Linked DNA regions of Mus musculus: regions 1 and 3 are each linked to region 2. The links are chromatin contacts, called in public Micro-C and promoter capture Hi-C maps. All regions are on one chromosome and are shown on one strand. The core of a region is the stretch at or near the end of the contact, and the rest is flanking DNA. Distances in the headings are between cores, read along the strand shown.

Region 1 (3,393 bases), core at 657-3,156, 150 kb after region 2:
CTACCCCTTCTGCTGCATTTAAAAAGGAAGGCCCTCTTTGCACCTTAAGTGGCAGCTGCTGTCATTGAAACGGGCAGATGACCCTTCCTTGTTGGTGACGTCCTGGTGCCTCAGTCTTGACACAACCTGGAACCTGCAAGGAGCACTAAAAGGTGGAGGAGTTAAGAGTCATGTGCACAAGTCAGGTCCCTTTCAATGGTGGCCTCTTCTTGCTTTCTGTCCATCTGAGCCTTCCAATCACCACTATAAAACTCTCTATCGAGACACCGCAACACTTAATTACTGCGTTTTCCACTGGGCTACTTTGTCGTGTTGGGGAACTAATGACATGGGACAAAGTGAGCAGCCACCAGCTGTCAGCACTCGGCCCTGGCACTTCGAGCTATTTCTAGGTTGACTGATCCCGGGTTACATAGTCATATAATGCTGATGTGGGGGCACTCTGGGAGTCTGTGGGGCATCTTACATTTTGCTCACTTACTGGTTTGGTTATATTCTGGATTTGCCAGTCTGGTCATGGTCACCTGGTTAAACTGGTTTCTCATGCTTAATTTGGGGCTCACACTGGCTGGTGTTGGGCCTAACTGTGGAGCTATTAGCTCTTTTTTTTTTTTTTTAACAAGTACAGGAACAGGAGTGGAGAGAACCAGGCTGTCTGGCTCTGTGAGAACTAGTTGAGGCTGGCCTCCAGCACTCTGACTTGTGCTCTCCATGGGTAGAGAAAGAGCAACCAAGAGCTCAGGGAAAGTCCCCATGCCAGGGCTCTCAGAGCAAGTTAGACAAGTGCATGTCATGAGTAGACTCTGGCATGGCTTGTGATGTCTAATTTGTGCTCCTTAAAGCAGGAGAAAACAAGGAGGCTGGTGACTTTGCACTTCATGCAGGGTCTGTCCTTTGGGGGGATATTTTCATTCTGTCTTGGGTCAGTGCCCTCTCGAGTTTCTGAAAAAAAAAAAAATAGAGTGAGTTGTTGATGTGGTTTTTTTATTTAGCTAAATTTTGAAATAAGCACATTATGATTCTAACACAGTAACATGACAAATATTTATCAGCGGGATGCTTTATTGCAAAAGTATAACTAAGTACAATCAGTTCCTATGTATAGTCTGGTTGTTTTTAAAACAAGCATATTAGAGGCATGAAAACACCTTTGTCCTGTTTCTGTGTAGTGCACGGATCACAGACAACAGGGCAACAGAGCTGGGCTGTCTGCGCTCGAGGGAATGAGCCCAGCACAGTGAGAAGTCCACTACAGAGATGTGCACGCTGTAATTAGTGAGAAGATTTGCTGCCGTTGTTAGGCGGCGCTAGGCCTAGGCTGCAAAGTTTTCAGTTTCAGTTTATGGTCGCACGGTCTCAAGTTACTATGCGTTACATCTTAAGACAGTGTTCTGAGTGATCACTGCAGGGTAATTTTCTGCCTTTCTTGTACATATTTCATAAGGTTATTTAGGATACATAAATGGAAAATTAATTTCCTAATTAAAAAGAGGCTCAATTCAACTATCGGATGCTAATGACATACCTCAGAGCTCTTTTACAACAAGACCGAGTAATCACCACTGCCCTCCCTTTTTGTTTCTGCAGATTTTCCATTGAGAAAGGGATTGCTGGTCAAGTGGCAAGAACAGGCGAAGTCTTGAACATTCCCGATGCCTACGCGGACCCTCGCTTTAACAGGTGAGTGCGGCCCTTGTCCTTTCTCCTTTGAGGTTCCACTGGGCGGAAGCCTCTCTGAAGGAGTCTTGGTTCACGCTGCCCCAGTCGGTTATCAGTGGTCAGTGTCCTCAGACACTTTCAGAATGATGGCTGGAGGCTATTTGTAGGCCAGCCTTCCATGCTGGGGCTCCACAGGGTGTCAAGTGTCAACTGACAGCTGTGGGCTTCTGGGGCTGGGGCTGTGATGTCATGATTTCATCCCATTGTTCTCTGTCTCTGCCTGCTCTACAGCTGCCACACAGGGATATGGAATTGGTTTTTTGGTTGTCATGTCCAGTTTTGAACTAAGGCCCTGTCATTTATCCACTATAGATGGAACTGGGGTCAGTTATTTGATTTCTTTATGCCGTAGTTTCATCTTCTTCTAAATGGTATGAGATTGCCCACTTGTAATCATTTCTTGGGACTACAGATAATTTTCCTAAGAGCTCTGGAAGCCTTGCTGCACACAAATTAGGAACCGAGCTAGCCGCATAGCTGGGATATTGCTAGAGTGTAGTATTAAGATGGGCATTAAGAATTTTTCATTCACGTGAGACTCTGGAGAACTCGAAATCAAAGAATAAGTTTTATTCAGTTCTTTGAAGTTAGAAGTCACAAGGTAGATGGTGAGGCTGTTACAGCAATATTTCAGATACACAATAACAGTGTTTAGATGATACATCCGATTTACTTTAAAAGCAGTATAATCAGCTGGCGGCATTTCCTGTGATTAATGATAGGGTGTCAGAGAATGTAAGACTCATATAGAAACATAGCTGTATTAATATTTTACCAACAAAGAATACTATTCTCAAAGAATACTAATAACCTTAGGTTTCCCCCAAGCAAGCTTGCTTGTCCTTAGACTGCCTAAATATTGAAATCAATTGTCATCATTTAAAGTCCTTATGGAAAATTTATGAGTCAGACTATTGAGAAAATCAAAAATGCAGTCAATGGATTGAGGTGTTTGTGAGGGGGGGTGGGGGATACTGACGGGCAAAGCATGTGATGCCACTGTCTGTATATCTAGGCTATACAAGGCAGCCCCATACAGGACAGAGCATGTAGGCTGCTTCACCACAAACGATGCACTTACAGCCACTCAACAACACATGGAGAATAAACAGGTCACCTTCTGGTGTGTACCAGGCAAGCAGCTGAGATCTTAAGATTGGCATCGGGGTGGAAAAGGCAGAGATGGTGGCATGAGCTTTTGCTTTGCTGGTGGCAGCAGATGATAAGGCAGCCTCTTGGGAAAACAGAGGTACAGCTTTGACCATGAGCGATCCACTAGTCTGCCCTCCTCCTACATAGGTGCTCCAAGGGAAATGAAATCATTTGTCCAAAGACTCAGCTATAACCACCCCCCCCCCACCCCCAACAGCCTTACTTGAAACAGCCAGTAACTAGCTATTAACAATGATGCTGACCACTAAGTGGAGTGTGGATAAGTGAAATGTGCCTTTGGTAGAGACGACAGCCCAGCAGCAAGGGCCAGATGGTTCTTGGATAGCATGGGTAAGCAGGAGAAGCCAGGCCCCGGGGGACTGAAGCACAGCCACCACGTTGGGTCTGTGCCTGACTCTGGGAAACTCAGCCTTGTTTTCGGAGACCATCTCCTCAGGTCAGGGATCAGCAAACCCTCTGCTCTGAAGGACATCATAAGGAGGAGTTTTACGTCGGGAGCCC
Region 2 (3,564 bases), core at 497-2,996:
GCCAAGCCGCTGCACGGCAGCATAAGCTTAGGTGCTGAGCTGTTGGTCTTTAGGACGCTGACTGTTCTACCAAGAGGCAATCAGGACACTCAAAACGGGTGTGCAGAGGTGGTTGAGGGGAGTCGGCAAGGGCAGGATCGCCAACACCTGCACCTGCGCTCCTTGGCTAGTCAGCTTCCCCCAACTCTCAAAGTTCCTGTTCTCAGCGCCCATTGCGCCAGACTTTTTCTACAGCAGCGGTCTCCAGGCTGTTGAAGGAATAGGGGGCCCAAGTAAGCCACTGGTGACAGATGGTCTCTGGGTTTTAAAGCAATGAACTCTTTACATTTTGTGTGCGAACCCTAGTTTGCTCCTTCTATCTTCCAGACCCACCAGGACAAAGTGGGCTGACATACCTAAAGTTCGCTTTAAAGTGGGTATTGGCAAGGCAGTCCCGGAAAGAACCGCCTTTTGAGACATTCTAATGGGAACTCTGCCTTGATTTTAAACTTGCTAAATGTCCAAATTTGAATCCCCCCCTCCAGGAGCTCTGACCAAAAGCCTTCTCTGTTGATACTGCGGGGCTGGAGAGAGGATTCCCTGGTTCAGGTCACCCGCCCACAGGCGGATGTGGTTTGCACACAGCTGGAACAGAGGCTAGGCTGTGGGTTTAGCATCTGGAACGCCAGATCCAGATGTGCCACCTCCAGGGAGACTAGCGGGCCAGGGGCACACACCACACGCAGAGTGCCAGGGTGCTGGGACCTGAGTTCCAGTGGACGCGCAACGTGGGCGCGGGCGGTGGCGGTTCGGGGAGCGCCTGCTCCGCCAGTGGGCGTCTTCTGCCGCCGCCACCACCGCCGCCTCCACGGGCAGCAGCACTGCGGCGCTTTTCTCCGCTGCTCTGGAGCAGCCGCCGCGGCTCAGGCGCCGGCCGGAGCTTGCACACACCACGCCACGCCCGCAGGCAGCGTCCCGGCAGCCTCGCCAGGCCGGGAAGGACGCGGATCGTGCGTACCAGCCCGCACCCCGGCGCAGCGATCGGGACTCGTCCCCCCGCCCGCGGTCCTATTGAATCCCAAAGGGAACACGATGTGAACCCCCGGGCCGGAGAGGCACCCTAGACCCGAGAGGCGGACCGGACCAGAGCCTGGGCAGCGTCGCGGGGAGGGCCGGTGCTGCGGGGGCGGAGCCCGCAGAGTCCGGGCCGCCGCGCCCTCCCGCCTGCCCCCCTTGCAAGCTGGGGAGGAGGGCCATGGCTAGCCCGGAGGAGCGGCTCGCTCCCCACCCCCAGGCCCCACTGCGGGAGTCTGGGGACGAGCCCGGCCGTGTCCAAGTCCCTCTGGAACCCCGGTGCGGCGCGGCCAGCGGGCGGAGTACAGTGGGCCTGAGCCTGGCCCGGGAGCTGCTTGGCTGCAGCCGGGAGGAGCTAGCGGCGCCCCCGCCCCTGTCCCGGTCCCTGTCTCCCGCAGGCCACGCCAGCCCCACTGGGGGCCCCAGCGCCCTCTCCGCTCTCCGTGCCGGAGGCTGTGGTTGGGTGGCGGCCCGTGCTCCCTGGGCGCTTGCCTTCTCCTCCCCTGTCCCCTCCTCCTCCTTTTCATCTTCCTGGTACTTCTGGCCGCCGCCCCCCCTCCCCCCTCCCCCTCTTGTCCCCTCCTCATCTGCCTTCCACCTCCCCGCGCGTCTCCCGAGAAGGGAGGGCGCAGCGGCGGCTGGAGGAGGAGGAGGCGGCGGCGGCGATGCTGGCGGCGGCGGCGGAGGAGGAGGACAAGAGGCAGCTCCCTTGAGCGTCCCCCCAGGCAGTAGTCACCGCAGCAGCGGTGGCAGCAGCGGTGGCAGCGGCGGGCGGCGGCGGCTCTTCCTCTCGCCTGCGATTCAAGGCTTGCTGCTCCCTGCCCGCGCCGGGCCCCGGCCATCTCCGCCGCCGCGGCTTCCCCTACACCCGGGTGCACGCCGCGCGGACTCCTCGGATTTTCCGGGCGCCGGCGGGGGCTGCCCTGGCCTCGGCCCCGGCTCTGCCGCCGGTGGCCGAACTCTTTGGCGGCCCCGAGGCGCCGCCTTCCCCCTTGCCACCGTTTGGCCGCTGCCCTTCGGCTCCGACATGGAAGATGGACCCTCTAACAATGCGAGTTGCTTCCGAAGGCTGACCGAGTGTTTCCTCAGCCCCAGTAAGTGGCCCGGCCCCACGTTCCCCGTGGCCGGGGTGGTTTTCTGGCTTGGTGGGGACAAATCGGGGGTTCAGATCGTGGGGTGGGGAGGGAGCTGCTACGGTAGTGGGTAGTCTGCAAGGTGTGTGTGTGTACCAGACCAATATTGGCCAGTGGGTCTCAGGAAGCTGGTGGCACCTCAGGGACGTTCGGGACCGCCCATCAGCGTAGGGACACCCGGCTTTCCCCAGCCCGGCGTGCGCACAGAGGAAGCGTGACCCGGAGGGTGTTGGAGCCGGACGTTTAGAAACTAACCTGCTTCCTAGAGCTGTCCCTGGCCACATTGACCCGACTCATGATTTAGACCATCAAGTTTGTCACCGATTACTCTACATTTCTCTCTAGCCTGTGATCACTTGACTGGAGTATATATGCTTCCTTCCACTGGGGGGGTCCTGGGGATCTAAACCGCTGGATTCCTGACGCAGCCATGGGGATAGGCAAGGCTCAGGAAGCCCAGGATTCCAAATGTGAAGGAGGGCTGTGCCCGAGCCTGCAGTGACTGTGTTCTGGCGCGCGGACCAGTGGTATGGAGCTGGGTGCACCCACCCTCATGAAAAGGACGCAGCACTTTCCCCCCGCCCCCCAGCCCACCTCACGCAGATTCTGGGGAGCTGGTGCAAGGGTGGGTGAAGAAAGCCAAGGAACAATGGGGCGTTAGCATAGAAGAAAAAGGCACCTCTGGTTCCTTCGGACCCGCGGGACAACTGTAGCATGACCTTTCTGACCTGCCCCTCCCGGGTGCAGGTCTGCAAGCCTTCTGGGGCAGGGGCAACAGAGGGCGTGTCATAGGGGGAGGGGGACAAGATTGAGCAAAGAAGTCAAAAGCAGCTTCACTGGAAGGAAGGAAGGAAGGAGGCAGGCAGGCAGGCAGACGATGTTTAGGAAAGAAGCTCCAGACGCGCAGAGGAGGGAGTCGCTGCTGTTGTGGATGGAGGGTGAGCAGGGTGAGGACCAGAACACCGGGGCGGGAAAGGGACCAGGCGGGACCTGGTGGGAGAGTCTGTGCTCTGAGAGGGCACATCCGTGGGAAATTGTGAGACTCGGGCATCTGCTCCACCCTGAGCGTGGATTTGGTGCCACAGTCCACCGCGTGCGCACCGAGCCTTTGTCTGCTTTCTCGCTGGTAAGCCGCGCTTTTTGCCTAGCTTTCTCCAGGCAGAAGCTGCCAGGTTGTAAATGAGCTTTCTTGCTACTGCTCCTAAGTACCACTCACTCCTTAACGGGAGTGGACCTCCGCGCAGGGACATGGGGTGTCAGGGTTGAGACCCTCCTCAGGACTGCTCTAGGTGTGTACCCAGGAGCCCCTTAGAGTCTAGCCACCAGGTGGGTGACCATGTTCCCTTCTGGCTGGGTTGACTCCCGCAATCCTGCTTCC
Region 3 (3,616 bases), core at 172-2,671, 190 kb after region 2:
AGCTGAGAAAATGCCATAGTAACTCACTTGTAGGCAAGTCTGTGAGACATTTTCCTTGATTAGTGATTGATATGGAAGGGTCCACTATGGGTGGTGCCACACCCTAGGCCGGTGGTCCCGACTGTGGAATAAATGAGCCTGAGCAAGCCACAGGAAGCAAGGCAGTAAGCAGTACTCCTCTGTGGCCTTCTGCATCATCAGCTCCTGCCTCCAGGTTTCTGCCCAGTTTGAGTTCCAATTTCCTTCAAGGTCAGAGTAAACTGAAATAAACACCCTCCTTCCCAAGTTGCTTTTGGTGATAGTGTTTATGACAGCAATAGAAACCCAAGACAGAGGTAGACTGTGTGTACATGTGCTCTACCTCCTCCAACACCACCATCTCTGCCCTGAGCCTCACGGGGAAGGGGTCAGGGTGTGTGGCTCGGTGGTAGGGCATTCGTTTGCCTCTGAAGAGTGGGTTCCAGCCTGGCACTGTGGAAAAGTTGCTAGTTCCCTTTCATATCAAACCAGGCTGAAAGGGTCAGAATTCACTGCCCGAGTCATAGGTTAAGGTTATAGGTCACCTGGGACTAGGTGCAACTCTGTTCTTCCTGGCTTTCCATAGCACTTAGCCATTGCTGCTCAAAACTCTTCCCTGGGTGAACGCAGGTGTCTGGTCCTTCCATTCCTCTGCCTTCAGGAGCCACCCCCTCCCCCACGTGGGGACAACATGGGCAGTGAGCCAGGGATTTGCTTCCACAAAAATCCACCTTAGTTTTGACAGGTCGTTGCAGTGATAATAATTGAATATACTTCTCCTTCAATCACTTTGATAGACGACTAAACAATAGGAGGGAATATGGGTTTTACTATATTCTTAAGAATCGACACATATTTGACCCTTGACGTTCTGATTTTTGTCACCTAAGGGATAGAATGATTACGCTGACATAAGCCATGATTTGGAAGAATTTTTTTTTCGGCCGTAGGGTGGGGGGGGGGGGGAGATTAACATTTTCCAGAAGTAGGGGAGGTGCCGCTCTTACTAGCACATGCCTTGTGCAAACCAGAGTTCTTCCCTTTCTGTCTGAACTCGAGGATCTGAGTTGGTGACCCTATCGCGTGTCCAGAAACACCTCAGCCCTCCTCTTTAGCATCCCGTGTGCTCTGGTTCTTGCGTCTAGAACCAAGGACTGCAGCGGGGGCACATTCACTGGGGACACCAGTTATCTTTTGTCCCATGCTCTGTAATGAATCTTGCCTAGTTTTGTTTTGCAAAGTAAAACCAGTGAGCATCCCTCCAGGGCTCCCAGACCTGGCTGGGGAAGGTGGCAGACTCCTGGCTATTCTGTTATTCTGCCACCCTGTGGCCGGGCGCCAGAGTTACACTGAGGGGGAGGGGCTAGGAATATTTACTGTTTCCATGGCAACTGCAGCTTCCGTTGGCAACTGCAGCTTCCGTTGGCAACTGCAGCTTCCGTTGGCAGCGAGCCGACCAGAGGGGCAATGGCTGAGGATCAGGAACCTGACTGTAAGTGGTCTGCCTCTATTTTTGTGGGTTTTGACCCGGTTGATGTTTGTCCAGGAAAGCTGGTTTCTCAGAAGTGGTTTTGAAAGTAAAAACCTTTCTGGTGGCAGGAAGTCAGCTCCTGGATCAGGAGGGTTTGCTTGGACCCAGCGACTCAGACCTTTCAGAAGCTTAAGGAAGCTGGCTACTTCTGTCCTCAACCGGAAACAGAGAGCAAAGAACACACGCGCACCATTTCTCCACTCAGCTCCAGGACCCCGCCAGGAAACAGAGTGGGTCTTCCCACCTCAGCCCATTTAAGAAAACCCCTCAGGTCATGGCCACAGGACAACTTCATCTAGACAATTTCTTTTGAGAGTTCCTTCCTGGATTCTATTTTGTGTCAGACTGATAATCAAAAGTAACTATCACCTTGGTATGTGTGTTATAGGATGTGTGTAAAGGCGTATGGAGTGTGTGTGTGTAAAAGTACCTTGGAGGGAAAGGGATGGAGGGGCTCACCATACTCGTTCAGTGCTTTTTGTTTTGAAGCTGAGAGTTTTGCAAAACTTCCTGTACCACACCGCTCTCTTGGTATGTGACTTACAGGTCAGAGAGGCAGGCAGGCAAGCAGGTGTCTGTTTCGAATACATAGATGATTGTCCACACATAATAAAAGTAGGGAACAGCTCACATGTAATAAATCTAACAACCTAACAGTCTAGCTCTAAGTGACACCACCAGTATTGAGAGGCAGAGTTCACTCAGGGAATATTGCTAGAGCAACAGGTTGCAAGTCTACTGTCCTAGTGCACAGCCAACCCCCATATCCACATGCAGTGATGTGGAGGTCATTGACATTGATGGGACACTGACAACACTGCAGATGTCCCTTGAGAGTGACGAGGCTAACTGGTAACAGCCTCAGTTGTGCTTAGCCAGGTCAGCCCGCATGCTAGACACTCAACACACACAAGGCTCAGAGCCAGGCCATTGGCAGGACATCTGCTGGGAGACATGGTCTCTTGTCATTAGAGTAAGCATGTGGCTCATGTCTGCTGAGGTACATTGGAGACCAGTATCTGTAGAGCTTCCTGAACCTGGACTTTTATGACCCTTCTGAGGCTGGTCTAGTTTTTGCATGTATGGTGTGCATGTGTGTGTTGGTCAGTACCTTGGAGAGAGGTATCCCCCCTATAAAACCCTACAACACAGACACCAAGGGGATAGTTAATTTTGATTATCAACCTGACACAAAATAAATTCACAAAGGAGCTCTGAAAAGAAATTGTCTAAATGAGGTTGCCCTGTGGCCATGCCCTGAGAGGTTTTCTTAAATGGGCTGAGGTGGTGTACTGGCTAGTTTTGTGTCAACTTGACACAGCTGGAGTTATCACAGAGAAAGGAGCTTCAGTTGAGGAAATGCCTCCATGAGATCCAACTGTAAGGCATTTTCTCAATTAGTGATCAAGGGGGAAAGGCCCCTTGTGGGTGGGACCATCTCTGGGCTGGTAGTCTTGGTAGTCTGGTAGTAAGAGAGCACGCTGAGCAAGCCAGGGGAAGCAAGCCAGTAATTAACATCCCTCCATGGCCTCTGCATCAGCTTCTGCTTCCTGACCTGCTTGAGTTCCAGTCCTGACTTCCTTTGGTGATGAACAGCAGTATGGAAGTGTAAGCCGAATAAACCTTTTCCTCCCCAACTTGTTTTCTTGTTCATGATGTTTGTGCAGGAATAGAAACCCTGACTAAGACAGGTGGGAAGACCCAATCTGTTTCTTGGGTGGGGCCTTGGGTGAATGGAAAGAGAGCTGAGTGGGGCACTGGTGCGCATGTGTTCTTTGGCCCCTGCTCCTGATTCTGTGTGGGGTCACCTGATCCCAGGTTGAAAATGGCTGTGCTAATTAGAAAAGCCTCACTGGACTGGTGGCTTTGAGTGTTTTCTGGACATAAACTAACAGAAGGACTGCTCTGATGCAGCGTGTACCTTTCCTCAGTTGGTGACACACATTTTTTTCCTGCACATGTTTTGGATGAAATGCAGGACTATCAGCTTTGATAAAAGTCACATTAATATTTTATTAATTGATAAGGGCACTTCTTTGAAGTACTAAGCTGATCAGTTTGGGAAGT

What was found. A called contact is a pair of places that touch in the nucleus more often than the background predicts. Capture Hi-C pulls out chosen DNA fragments and counts their contacts.
Region 1: a contact with region 2 is called in a Micro-C map of muscle stem cells, with 4 times the contacts expected there. The contact joins the enhancer-like site here to the promoter of Pde10a in region 2. A contact is called at or near these places in 1 of 39 promoter capture datasets (embryonic stem cells), 8 of 484 Hi-C or Micro-C datasets (the C2C12 cell line, CD8 T cells, the HPC-7 cell line and 5 more), 9 of 115 datasets of contacts at active chromatin or transcription factors (craniofacial prominence, embryonic basal ganglia, embryonic forebrain and 6 more) and 3 of 9 other capture datasets (adipose tissue, liver and pancreatic islet).
Region 3: a contact with region 2 is called in a promoter capture Hi-C map of liver. The contact joins the promoter of 1700010I14Rik here to the promoter of Pde10a in region 2. A contact is called at or near these places in 3 of 39 promoter capture datasets (the C10 cell line and embryonic stem cells), 3 of 484 Hi-C or Micro-C datasets (LSK cells, embryonic stem cells and nephron progenitors), 2 of 115 datasets of contacts at active chromatin or transcription factors (bone marrow-derived macrophages and forebrain) and 3 of 9 other capture datasets (adipose tissue, liver and pancreatic islet).

Annotation. Positions count from the first base shown.
Region 1 is chr17:8,949,910-8,953,302 of GRCm38.p6, forward strand. It overlaps Pde10a (phosphodiesterase 10A), which reads left to right. Exons shown (of 22, transcript NM_011866.2): 12 at 1,588-1,680. Among named protein-coding and RNA genes, the nearest start is that of 1700010I14Rik, 37 kb to the right of the region's middle. Within about 2 kb of position 1,907, at least 13 of the 459 cell types and tissues checked have an H3K27ac peak or open chromatin away from gene starts, as enhancers often do. A contact at or near this core is called in muscle stem cells, where this site is marked.
Region 2 is chr17:8,799,999-8,803,562 of GRCm38.p6, forward strand. Pde10a (phosphodiesterase 10A) reads left to right here and starts at 1,747. Exons shown (of 22, transcript NM_011866.2): 1 at 1,747-2,147. The coding sequence starts at 2,081.
Region 3 is chr17:8,986,912-8,990,527 of GRCm38.p6, forward strand. 1700010I14Rik (RIKEN cDNA 1700010I14 gene) reads left to right here and starts at 1,422. Exons shown (of 10, transcript NM_025851.3): 1 at 1,422-1,510. The coding sequence starts at 1,486.